Linked DNA regions of Sus scrofa: all the other regions are linked to region 2. A link is a contact called in public Hi-C data. All regions are on one chromosome and are shown on one strand. The core of a region is the stretch at or near the end of the contact, and the rest is flanking DNA. Distances in the headings are between cores, read along the strand shown. Region 1 overlaps LOC110260216 (a long non-coding RNA gene). Region 2 has its middle 260 kb from the start of ST3GAL1. Region 3 has its middle 87 kb from the start of ST3GAL1.

Region 1 (4,571 bases), core at 717-3,216, 130 kb before region 2:
TGGGGCGGTGGCTTCTCTTGGAAGGGGGTTAGATTCAATGCCCTCCTTAAGAGAAACTACTGCATATCCTGCCACCCTCTTTCCATCCTGAGAGAAGGCGCTGCCATCAGTAAACCAGGTATCAGAAGCTTTAGGCAAGGGATGGTTTGAGAGGTTAGTGAGGTACGGTGAGTTGAAATCTAAAATGTCCTTGGAGTTCCCGTTGTGGTGCAGCAGAAACAAATCTGACAAGGAACCATGAGGTTGCGGGTTCTATCCCCGGCCTTGCTCAGTGGGTTAAGGATCCGGCGTTGCCGTGAGATATGGTGTAGGTCTCAGATGCAGCTTGGATCTGGTGTTGCTGTGGCTGTGGTGTAGGCCAGGGTCGACAGTTCTGATTAGACCCCTAGCCTGGGAACCTCCATATGCCATGGATACGACCCTAAAAAGATAAAAAGACCAATAATAATAATAATAAAATTTCCTCGCAAGACTGTAAGACTTTCCTGTCCGGGATGTATAAAAGTGTAGCCGGGTTGAGCGGGGGGCTTCTGGCCAAGTGTGTGTCGAGTGACTCGACACAAGCCAGATGAAGCTCCTGTGTTCGTCTCCAAGGGAGAAAGATTTTGCGTGGCTTTATGTGAGAGAGGGCCCGGGAGGTTATATGTGGACTAGACGGTGGTGGACTATCCAAAGATGAGTTTTTTGCTCTCAGATGTTAAGAGGGCAGCTGCAGCCTGGGCTCTCAGACAGGCTGGCCATCCCCTGACTGTGGCATCTAGCAACGACTTGAATATCTGGTCCCCTGTCTTTTCCCAACAGACCAAGGGCTCTTCCTTGTCTTTCTGTTGAAGGGAGCTTGAAGGCTTGTGATAAGCCAGGAAGGGAGCAAGCAGGGGCGGAGATAAGCGCCTGCTGTAATTTAAAGAAGGGAGCTGTAATAGTGACAGCAGGGCCTTTATTAGAGGCCCTTTGGTGGCTTGGTATAGGGGACGGGCCAAAGCCTCAAGTTGGGGATCCGGATACGGAGGAATCCTGCAAGCCCCAGGAAAGATGGGAGTGCCTGTTTGAAAGGGGTGGTGGTTGGGGAGAGAAGCAATGAGCTGTTTTCTGTCTACAGTGACAGCGTGACATCCAGGGTAATAGATTCTGAGCTATTTGACCTGGGGGCCCGAAGCTTGAGCTCTGGCGGGAGACAGCCGGTATCCCTTATCAGCCAGGGTTTGAAAGCGTCGCTGTCTGTTTAAGAGCTGTCATACGCTGGGCTGCATCGTAAGAGACCATCCACGTGCTGGAGGAGGGTACTCGGGCTGATGCGATCTGAAGCCAGGGGCTGTCCCGAAAGCCCTGGGGAAGGACCTCCAGGTAAGCGGACTCGATGGGTGGGTGTCGGGATGTGTCCAGGTGACGGCGGAAAGGTCCTGAGAGTCTGGGTGTGAAGGGACAGGAAGGAAGGCATCCTTCAGATTGAGTACCAAGAAGTGGCAGGTATCTGGGGGAAGAAGGGGTAGGATGGTGCAGGGGTTAGGGACCCCCGGGGGAGGTGCAGGACTGCCTGGTTTATGATGCGGAGATCTGGGACAAGGCGGTCAGAGCCATCTGACTTTTTTACCGGTAGGATGGACTGTTGAATGGGAGTGAGAGGGCTGGGGTAAGTTACGAGAAAGAAGGCGGTTAATAATAGGTTGGAGGCCCCTTCTGCTCTCAGGGTTCAAAGGACAGTGGGGGTGGCAGGGCTTTGTGGACGGGTCTTTTAACTTCATTCGAATGGGAGCATGATGTCTGGCTATGGAAGGGGTGGAGGTAGCCCGTACCTTGAGCATGACAGTGGGGGCTGGGAGAGGTGGCTCATCAGGTTCTGGAGGAGCAGGAAGGAGGGGTCAGCCACTCCCCTAGAACTGGGAGGCCGGTGTTGGATGCGGAGTTGGTAATGGCAAGGCGGAGTTCCCGGCTTGGCGTTTCTCCCTGGCTGGGCTCCAGAGGGTTGGCAGGGAGATGCCTGGATCAGGGGCCCAGACCTGCATGGGAGCCTGAGATTAGCCCAGGACCAGCTGCCCCTGCCCTCTGCTCTCTGGGTTGTAAACCCAGAGGTTACAGGTGCTACTGGCCAGCTTTCTGACCCCCCGCCAATCCCTCCTGGGTTTCAGCCCCAAATGTTAGGTTTCAGAGGGAGGAACACGCAAGGCCAAGTTGGTAAAGCCAGAGAGACTTCTTCAGGCACCAGAGGGGGTCGGGCTGAGCTCCAGATGGCACCAGCCCTGACTCTGAGGAGGTGCTGGGCTTATAAAGGATCTGAGGCCAGAAGTGGTGGCTGGAGCTCCTGGTGGGTATTTGTGGCAGGAATGACGAAGAAGGAGGAGGGGTCGGGGGTCGAGTCCCAGGACAGAGGGCAGCGAATCCTTGTAGGAGGTTCATCTATGTGCGCAGTTGTTTTCCTCAGGCCGTTGTTGCTTGCTGCCCAATTTGAGTCTCCACCTTCCAGGCAAAGGTGTAGATCTGGTGCCGGGCTGAACCCATGTCCCCAGTGGGTCTCCAAGCTGAACAGCCACATGTGGGGGGTGCGGTCTGTCTCCGTCCTCCTGGGAGCCTGTCACCGAGGACATCCAGCGGGCTGTTTCCAGGACTCCCAGCACAGGTGGCTGGGACCGGGGATGCTGCAAGAGCTCTCAGGGGCCACTGGAGACAAGGTCCCAGCCTGGGCTCTGCCACCCACTCTGGGCGTTCTGATAGGGTGGACTAGGATAGTTACACAGGTGGCCGTGGAGTCCCAGTAAGGGACCATAGACAGAGAAGGAAACTTAGGGAACTTTGGGAGATCTGTAAGTTGTTCAAGAACGCCGTCAGAACCGGCAGCCTTACTTGACTAGTGGAGGCGGGAACTGTGACTCAGGTCAGTGGGTGGGGGATGACGTGAGGCCTGCATTTGGGTTCTGACCAAGGGCAGGAGTGGAAGGACCACCCTTCTGCTGGTTGGAATAAGCACCATGACGTCCTTGTTTGACCTTAGGGTCAACTACTCTCTTACCAGATACCAAGGAGGAGCTACCACTCCGGGAAAGAGGAAGAGGCAGACTTTTCTGACCCCCACCCCACTTGGATGAAAAACTGTAGCCCATGGGATCCTGGGGGCAGAGCTTCCCCGCCCGCCCGCTTGCATCTCTTTCAAGCTTCCAATCTTAATAAATCTGGTTTTTTTGCCTATCATTTTCTCTCTCTCTGGATTCCTTCTGTGCTGAGGCACAAAGAACCTGAACCTCAGTAAGTCCAGATACGAGGTGAGTGAATAACTGTGGTTTCAAGTCCCAATCTGGGTTTAGACTGGGTTCGAGTCCCAATCTGGGTTCTGGCTAGGTTCAAGCCGTAAGTGCTGCCAGCTTCAGTTCTGGGGAACCTCATGAGCCCGGTCAGGTAGAACCCTGGCAGGCGGCTTCTAAGATCCCCCCTCCCCCATAGGATTTCCCTCTATTGTCACTGATGCATGAAACATATCCGGGCTTTTGCCTGTCAGCAACAAGGAGAGATAACTGGTAAACGCAGGGGGAGAAGCGGGCTGGCTCAGCTTGTCTCCAGGAGGACCTTTGAGCTGTTCAACCAGAAAGACAATGAACACTGTCCTGGGTTTGTCCTCAGCCCTAGGGATTAGGGTCTGATTTATCCCTCTTAGCTCTTGGACCCGCTAACCTAATTAGCTCCCTAGCAGCCATCATTCTCCTGCTGCACATCCTTCTTGGCCTCTGCTGCAGGCTGGAGTCCCAGCTGTTACCCCGATTTGACCAATGCCTTCCCTCGTTGCCCGAAGCCTGCTTCCAACCTAGCTCCCTTTCTAGCTGTTCTTCATATCCCTTTCCGGGACAAGTCAAGGATATTTAGGTTTTTGCCCTTAAACACGATGTCTCTTGCCTTGGATCACCATCTCTCCTCTTCCCTGGTCAACAAACTCTTACTTAACCTTCAAGAGCCATTTCCTATAGCCCCTTCTGTAGGATGTCTTTCCTGAGCTAGTCAGAACTGGAATAGGAATTCCAGAATTGGCCTTCACACGTGACCTCACGGCTCTGCCCTTCGATTAAATTTAGAGACCTGCGAGCTCTCACTTTGCTAATTGGGAAGAGGCAGTGGGCATGTTCCCCAGACTGGAAAAGCTGTCTGAGATCTCCAGGCGCTGCCCCCACTTCGTGTCCAGCTGCCCAGTCCTGGAAGCCAGTGAGACTTCAAGGAGGGGCCGTCTCTCTTGTCCAGTAAAGTAACGTACATCAACTTCGTTCCCACTCCGCTCCGAGCTGTGATGCCGGCTCTCATTAACCCCCAGAAGCAAGGATGCGTCCAACGGGAAGCTTTCCAGAACATGGCATATAAACTTGTCCTCCAAACCCACTCCTGATGCTAACGAGCCCCGAGAGTTCTCCAAGGGGCTTGTGTGATGAGCACGTCTCACGCTGGCCTCGGAGATCAAGGACCCCATCGCTTTATCTCCATGACCAGGGTCTTGCCAATGGCCAAAGGGGACTGTGGAATTGTTTTCTTTCTTTTTGCCTTTTTCCCCTTCTTTTAGGGCCACACCCATGGCATATGGAGGTTCCCAGGCTAGGGGT
Region 2 (4,583 bases), core at 1,681-4,180:
CTCCTCAGGGCCTGTGTGGTCCGATCTTTTTCAAACTGTCTCGCAAATTTTAAATTATAGGAGACAGCACAGAAGACATTGACACAACACTGTAAATCAACTATACTTTAATAAAAAATAATTAAAGGGAGTTCCCGCCATGGCTCAGGGGCTTAAGAATTCAACAGAGTCTCCATAAGGATGCAGGTTCGATCCCTGGCCTTGCTCAGTGGGTTAAGGATCTAACATTGCCACAAACTGCAGTGTAGGTCACAGATGTGGCTTGGGTCCTGTGTTACCGTGGCTATGTCATCGCTCCACCTGCAGCTTCAGATTCGACCCCTAGCCTGAAAACTTCCGTATGCTGCAGGTGCAGCCCTAGAAATGAAATAAAATAAAATAAAATAAAATAAAATAAAATAGCATTTATCAATTAATACATAAAAATTAAAAAAAATTGTAAGAGGCAGAATGATGTAACAATCATATTTGTGAAAATGTGAAAAATGAAGAAAAGATGTAACTCACTGAAAATGATTCTCTTAGGTCATGATTTTATTTTTGGTCCATGAAATAAAAGCGATGGTGAGAAGATGGTGACAATAACTAACATATCTTGAGCCCTTACAATGGACCAGGCACTGTGCTGAATGCTTGCACGCAAATTATCTCCTGCACACACACATACCGACTCACATAGGTGTAGGTCTGCTGTCCACACCACTTCTAATCTTTTCTCCAGTCACACTAAATTACAGCTCAGGCAATTTACATGCAATTAATCTCCTTAATTGAACATTTATGGTTGGATAATATAACCGTGGCACAGATGACTAATAATTCATCCAGCTCTTCTGCTCAAGTTGGCGCTCGCGCATTCAAGCGGTGCCAGTTTGTGGAAGGGGAGGTGGGGAGAGGAAGTCAGGCTGGATGGGACCACCCCTCTCCCGCTGAGGACCTGCTCCTACCCCCTCACCCAGTTCCAGCCATATGTCCTCTTTTGTCCTTCTTTGCTCCTTAAATTCTCTGTGTGCCTCATGGCCTTTACACATGCTGTTCCCTTTGCCCATGCTGTTCCCTTTGCCCAACCACTGTTCTCTTCCATTTGTGGAGATAAAGCCCACTCATCCTTCACACCCTCAGCCTGGACCCTCATGGACCCTGGGTCCTTGTCATGCTGTGCAGTTTCCCTTCGCCATGCTTGCTGAAGCCACAGACAGACATTTACTTGGGGTCTTCTTTCTTTCTTCCTTTTTTTTTTTTTTTCCTTTTTAGGGCTGCAGGCATGGCATATGGAGGTTTCTAGGGTAGTGGCTGAATCAGAGCTGCAGCTGCCAGCCTACATCACAGCCACAGCAATGCAGGATCTGAGCCAAGTCTGCGACTTACACTGCAGCTCACGGCAATGCTGGATCCCTAACCCACTGAGTAGGGCCAGGGATCAAACCTGAGTCCTCATAGATACTAGTCGGGTTCATTACTGCTGAGCCGCAATGGGAACTCCACGGGGTCTTATTTCTTAATGCTTCTCATACACTCGTCTCTTCATACCACGAGGATGTCTTATTCGTTGTTCTTTATGGCATCCTTCCCATCTCACACACAGTAGGGATTTACCAGAGCTTGTGGAAGGAATGAATAAGCAGGACGTCTCATTCTAAGCGGATGCAGCCCCAGATGGATGCTACATGGATGTGTAGATTCGTTCTGAGCTGGACTCCAGTTCGTACCTGGGGAAGAGGCTAGAGTGCGGTGGCCGGGAAGGGGAGAGCAGCTGAATTTGGGCTGTGAGAGCTCCCTGGCTGTTTCCAGGCCGGTGAGCGTGGAGGGCTAACCCCTCCCATGGACCGCGAGTCCTCCCCTGCCTGACGCAGGAGCGCTGAACCCTCCGGATCTGCATCAGAGGTTGGTAAACATCCCCCGCAGAGTAAATACTGTCGGCCTTGTGGACCACGGCGTCTCTGTTGCAATTCCTTACCTTTGCCATCGCAGCACAAAAGCAGCCTCACACGGTGCAGGAATGGACCGGCAGGACTCTGTCCCGTGAACATGTTACTTACAGCGACACTGAAATGTGAATTTCACAACATTTCACGTGTCACGCGTGTTTCCTCTTTTGATTTTTTTCCTTCTCTCCAACCATTTAAAAATGGAAAAATCATTCTCAGCCCAGAGGCTATACAAAAAACAGGCAGCCTGTTGGAGTTGGTTCTTGGGCTGTGGTTTCCTAATTGTTGGTCTGTACTCTTGTTCCAGATCCCAGGGTGTTTTTGCTGCTGTTTCTGAGAAGATGCTTCCAACAGGTTGGGGTCAGGTCCTCACTCTGCCCCGTCGTTGGCCTAGGAAGTTTCACCTCGTCTGTCAGGGCCCAGGCTCCTCACTGACTGGGCCCCTGGAGGCAGTGGGAGCTTCCCCGGAGGCTCCATTTGGTTTCTTTTTAAAACATTTTTTAAAATTAAAGTATAGTTGATTTACAGCGTTGTGTCAATTTCTGCCGTACAGCGAACTGACCCAATGATACATACATATACATTCTTCTTCTCATGCTATCTTCCATCATGTTCTAGCCCAAGAGACTGGATATATATAGTTCCTTGTGCTACACAGTAGGACCTCATTGCTCGTCCATTATAAATGTAATAGTTTGCATCTAACCCCATTTGATTTTGAGGAAGACTCTGAGGGTCAGAGAGGACCACAGCCATAGGGAGCTTCTATCAATAGTGAGGAAAGCAGATTTCTGATCCCTAGGCAGTGGGTGCCACCTGGGGTCTGGCTGTCGTCTCCTTCATCCCGAGAGCCTCACATTCACTCTTAGAATTGCGTCTCCACCGCCTACTCTCTCAATCCCTCCCTCCCCCCAGCAAAACTAAGCAGGATTACGGGAATCCTTCTTTCCCCACCCACTTTGTTATCATGAAATAGGCTTTGACATTCTCCAAGGCTGTGGAGATAAAACTCTCTGCAAGATAAGGGGCGTATGTAGGGTTACCTCTTGGTGTGTGGGCGGAAAGCAGAGATCCCAGCTGATTTAAAAAGCAGGAAACCAACCTAACCAACCTTTTTCTCTTGTAACCTTGTTCTCATAAAGGATCCCAGTCTATGTTCAACCCAGAAACCTGGGTTTACCCTGGTCAGTCCTCTCTCCAGCACAGTTAGGGGCATCTGTGTATTTTTCCCCAGGACGATCCTGGACTCCCATGGCTTTTTTTTTTGTCTTTTTAGGGCCACACTCGCAACATATGAAAATTCCCAGGATAGGAGTCAAATCAGCCTACCCCATAGCCATGCCAGATCCAAGACACACCAGCAATCTATACCGCAGCACACGGCAATGTCAGATCTTTAAGCCACTGAACAGGGACAGGGATCAAACTCACATCCTCATGGATACTAGGCAGGTTCTGTATCACTGACCCATAATGGGAACTCCATCCGTGGCTTTTCTTGCATTGCCTCCCCTGCCTCCTCCATTCCTCTGACTCTCCTTCGCCTGGACCACGTCTGACCTCCTAAAATAATCTCCCTGCCTTTAGACACTCCCTGGTTTTGAGGTATGTGCTTTTTTTTTTTTTTCCTCCCTAAAAGGTAAATCCAATCATATCCCTTAGCTGATAGAAATTCCTTAATGGCCTAGGATGACGAAAACTTTCTGGAAGTGGACAGCAAGGACGGTTGCCCAAGAATGTGAATACACCTCAGGTCCCTGAACTGTACGCTTAAAAATGGTTAAAACGGTGCATTTTAGATTAGGGTGATGTGACTGCAATATGAAATTTTGTCATGAATCCCCATGGATCTCCAAATTCCCTGGTCAGGTCTGCAGCAAACTTCATTCTCTACCCACCGATCTCAACTTTCCCCAGCTTGCTGCTTTCACATGTGCCTTCTTGTCACTGTTTCATCTGCCTGAAGATTTTCTGCGGATTTTCCCTTTTTCCTAAGTCCCGAGCAAACGCCGCCTCTAGGGTCTAGGTCAGTCAGGAGCACCGTTGCCTCCTCCATCACCCTTGCCCGTTGACTTTATTGCTTTCATACGGGTAGAACGAAGTGATTCGGTATTTCATGATAATATTAAATATTAGATGCAAGTGAGAAATGGACTCTTCAAAGCTGTACGTCACATAGAAAGAACCACGGTAAAATAAACCCCTGTGTGTCCACCATTCAGGCTCACAAGGGGTAAGTCTCACCACCTAGGCCGTCTTCTCTATCTCCTGACCCAAATGTCTTTCTTTCTTTCTTTTTTCCTTTTTTTTTTTTTTTTTTTTTTTTGTCTTTTTGCCTTTTCTAGGGCCGCTCCTGTGGCATGTGGAGGTTCCCAGGCTAGGGGTCTAATCCGAGCTGTAGCCGCTGGCCTACACCAGAGCCACAGCAATGCGGGATCCGAGCCGTGTCTGCGACCTACACCACAGCTCACGGCAACGCCGGATCCTTAACCCACTGAGCAAGGCCAGGGATCAAACCCGCAACCTCATGGTTCCTAGTCGGATTCGTTAACCACTGAGCCTCGATGGGAACTCCATGCCCCAAATTTCTTTCCTTCCTCCCCTTTCAGACTTGACCCCCCCGTGAGAATTTTGTATTTGCCATTCTATTTCTTT
Region 3 (3,957 bases), core at 541-3,040, 170 kb before region 2:
TGGCACATCAGAGTGGAAAGATCCTAACGGGTTCCGATGCCATCTGAGTGATTGTGCAGGAAAGAGCTGCCTTGCTTGTCAAAGGGAAGCTCGGAGCTGCTGGGACTTGCTTTGTTTGGGGTGGCGTTTTACTTCAAGTTTTTGGGGCTGTGAGGACCTGGCCCAATTTGCCTTAGGTAAAAGAAGTGATATAGGAGTTCCCGTTGTGGCTCAGTGGATTAAGGACCCATGTTGCCTCCCTGAGGATGCAGATTCAATCCCTCTCCTTGGTTACGGATCCGGTGTTGCTCCGCGCAGCAGCATAAGTTGCAGATGGGGTTTGGATCCAGTGTTGCCCTGATTCGACCTCTAGCCCGAGAACTGCTATGTATGCTGCCGATGCTACCCGAAGGAAAAACAAAGAAAAAGGAAGTTATGTAGGGAGGGACAGACTGACACTGAAACTGGTTATCCTGGCTCTCTGGCTCTCTCCTCTCCCCACCCATAGGCTTTCTCTGTTAAGCCCTGAAGTCAGTCCTAAAAGTTGTCTACATATTTGTGGCCCCAGCCCCTCCACATCTCAGCAACTGTCAGCATCATCCTATCAGCTTGAATTCCCTCTGTTCATCCAGCCTGGGTTTCAGGTTTTCTGGGTGAGGAGTCCAATTGGCAGCCCTCACCCTGCTATAGGTCAGCAACCCAGCGGTGAACTGACTCCCCAGGCAGCATGTACCCACCTGCAGGGCAAAAATGTGGAAGGAGAGCTGTGCTGGAGATTTTGCATCTCGAGGAATGTAGGATCCATGACCCTTAATTCCACTTCCAACCCTGAAAAATCCCAAGGCATTCCAGTCTGCAGAAACACGATACGCTACTCACACATATTAGATCCAACAGCTAAGGCAGCCGATTAGTCTTGTCCAATCATGACTACCCTAATCTCTTTGCCAGAATTTGGCTCAGGGAATAAATAGAATTAATCTCCATTTGGATCAACAAGATAGAAATATACTTGGAACTTATAGGAAAGAAGTTCTTAAAAGTGAGGCCTCTCTTTATTTCTAACTGGCCATGAACACAAAAGTATTTTTAACTGGGTTTCTCTGGAAGATATCTAGTGCCCCAAAGGGAAGCCGAATTGAAGTTAAGTAGATCCAGATAAATCAACTATAATAAAAAAATCTTAAAAAAAAATAAATCCAGAGCCCAGATCACACCATACCTGAAGCCTACATTCTAGCCTTTCTTTTGTATGAGTCAATATGATTATTTTGTTTCAGCCACTTTAGGTCATGGTTCTGTTACTTGCAGCCAGACTCTTGATAACCTATACACAACCACAGCCAGAGTTATTTTCCTGAAGTCCCCCTTCAGGAAAGTTATTCTCCCAAGTCATTCTCAAGCTGAAAACCCTTAAAATTTCAGAGGCTCCCATTGCCTAGAGAAGGAAATCCAGACTTCTATTAAGGTCCTGCTGGGTGTGATTCCAGTGTACCTTTCTCACGGATTTCTTTCCCCTCGTCCTCTTTATGAACCTGGCATAGCAGACATGACTCAGCCCAGAAGCTCTGGTTAAATTACAGGTTGTTGTGTCCTTGAACTCAGCATAGCTGTCCGTGTGGCCGGGCTGCTGAAGATTCCCTAACATCCAGGAAGGGGCTCTTTGACCCCCAAGAAATGCAAAGATCCAGAGGTCTGATGCACGCAGGGCCGGGGACAAGGGAACTCTGCTACTTAGCAGCATGTGCAATGAACAGGCAGAGCCACTCGCTGTCCTAGGCTGTGTAACCCATAGAGGACCGTGGCTCCTAAACGCCCTTGTCATGTGGTCCAGCCTTCCTGGATGTGTTCATTTCCTAGGGCTGCCAAAACAAATGACCACAAACAGGATGGCCAAAAACAGCAGAAATTTCTTTTCTCACGGTTCAGGAGGCCAGAAGTCTGAAATCAAGGTGTCAGCAGGAGAGGTTCCTTTTGGAAACTGTCTCCTGCCTCTTTCCCAGCTTCTGGTGGCTTCTGGCAATCCTTGGCCTTGGCTTCTAGAGGCATCCTTTTGCTCTCTGCCTCTGTCTTCACCTGGCACCGTGTGTGTGTGTGTGTGTGTGTGTGTGTGTGTGTTTTCTCCTCTTAGAACACCAAGATTTAGGGGCCCCTCCCTGATCCAGTTTAATCTCATCTTAATTTATATAACTAATAACAGTACAAAGATAAGACATGTTGAGAAGATCACATTCTGAGGTTCCCCGGGGGAGCATGAATTTGGAGGGGACACAATTCAATCCACTAGATACCAGGGACACTTGAGGTCCCTGCTCACCCCTCTAAAGCCTTCTCCAGGGCTCCAGCTGACTTCCAGCCTTAGAAATCCTTTTGGCCACTTTCCTATCTAGTGTCCTCCAGGAGGACACGCCGCTCCTTTTCTTATGTAAATGGATTGAACCAATTTCAAAGAATCCCAACTTACAACTGTCCCTTTGGCTAAAGTCTTTGAGGCAAGGAGACATCCAAGGCCTGGCTCGAAATGGGGACATATAGGGGACGAAAATCACAAATTTACTTATTTAGTTATTTATTGCTGGAAAGAACTTTTAATGATGTAAAAAGTGTAGAAAATTATGTAATAAAATATATGCAAATATCAGAGAATTCATAGTAGATACAGCCTTGTCAATGACTCTTTTCTGATATTCCTTTAAATCGGAATATTAATAGAGAATAATCCAAAGTTAAAACACTTAGAAAAATTATTTATTAGTGTGGCTCACCTTATCCAGGGGAGAGAGGTTTGACAGGTATAATTCTTTTCAGTAGTATCCTTATTTATATTGACATGATTTGAAAATGAAATATTATTCAGAGTTCCCATTGTGGCTCAGTGGTAACAAAACCGACTAGTATCCATAAGGATCCAGGTTCAATCCCTGGCCTCCCTCAGTGGGTTAAGGATTGGTGTTGCCGTGAGCTGTGGTGCAGGTGGCGGACGAGGCTTGGATCTGGCATTGCTGTGGCTGTGGTGTAGGCTTGCAGCTGTAGCTTAGATTCGACCCCTAGCCTGGAAACTTCCATATGCCCAGGGTGCCACCCTAAAAAAAATTATATGTGTGTGTATACATATATATATATTACATAATTCAGCTCTCAAATTACTACAGGCTATGCCTTTATTGCTAGTGTGTATGTGAACTCACGGTTTTCATTGTTGCTGCCTCTAAGATAATAAGAGAAATCCTATCTTAGGCATGAATCACTTATATCTATTTTTCCATGAAAGACCCTGAAAAGTAAACTTTACAATGACAATCTAAATAGAGACACTGACACACACATATTTAAACAGGGTGCCCTGCTATGCCTCTCATACCAGACCTTCTGCAAAACCCACCTGGAGGCTCTGCATATGGCCTACTGGGGCCCTAGAGGGCTCTCTCTTCAACACAAATTTATCAAGCACCTACTATGTGTCAGATACTGTGCTAAGTGCTGGGGACGAGGAGGTGGCCGTGACACAGTTCTTGTCCTCCGGGAGCCCACCCTTTGCAGGGGACAGGTGATGGTCAGTTATTTCACCATATTTGGACTGTGCAGTGACAGGCTGACAGGTGGGGGTAGTGAGGTCACTTATAGCTTGTTGGTTTTGCAACCTCAGGAGCTTTTGGTGTGAAATCTGAAACCAGTCCCATACATGGAGGGCAAGGCGAAACCAAAGAAAGAGGCACCCTTGGGAGTTCCTGTCGTGGCTCAGCAGTAAGGAACCCGACTAGGATCCATGAGGACACGAGTTCCATCCCTGGCCTCGCTCAGTGGGTTAAGGATCGGGCATTGTCTTGAGCTGCGGTGTAGGTTGCAGGGTTTGCAGGATTCAATCCCCTGGCCTGGGAACTTCCATATGCCGTGGTAGGTGGGGCCCTAAAAGGACAAAAAAAATAAAAAAAATAAAAAAAAAGAGGCACCACTTGGGACCGGCAGGTGCAAGTTTAG

The links. Hi-C and Micro-C count contacts between places; a contact is called where the count stands out from the background.
Region 1: a contact with region 2 is called in a Hi-C map of liver, with 3 times the contacts expected there. A contact is called at or near these places in 2 of 47 Hi-C or Micro-C datasets (heart right ventricle and liver).
Region 3: a contact with region 2 is called in a Hi-C map of liver, with 2.1 times the contacts expected there. A contact is called at or near these places in 2 of 5 promoter capture datasets (fetal liver and skeletal muscle), 12 of 47 Hi-C or Micro-C datasets (alveolar macrophages, embryonic fibroblasts, fetal liver and 6 more) and 1 of 2 datasets of targeted methods (skeletal muscle).

What each region holds. Positions count from the first base shown.
Region 1 is chr4:7,765,831-7,770,401 of Sscrofa11.1, reverse strand. It overlaps LOC110260216 (a long non-coding RNA gene), which reads left to right. Exons shown (of 2, transcript XR_002343066.1): 2 at 1,100-3,183. Among named protein-coding and RNA genes, the nearest start is that of ST3GAL1, 130 kb to the left of the region's middle.
Region 2 is chr4:7,637,013-7,641,595 of Sscrofa11.1, reverse strand. No RefSeq gene overlaps it. Among named protein-coding and RNA genes, the nearest start is that of ST3GAL1, 260 kb to the left of the region's middle.
Region 3 is chr4:7,807,329-7,811,285 of Sscrofa11.1, reverse strand. No RefSeq gene overlaps it. Among named protein-coding and RNA genes, the nearest start is that of ST3GAL1, 87 kb to the left of the region's middle.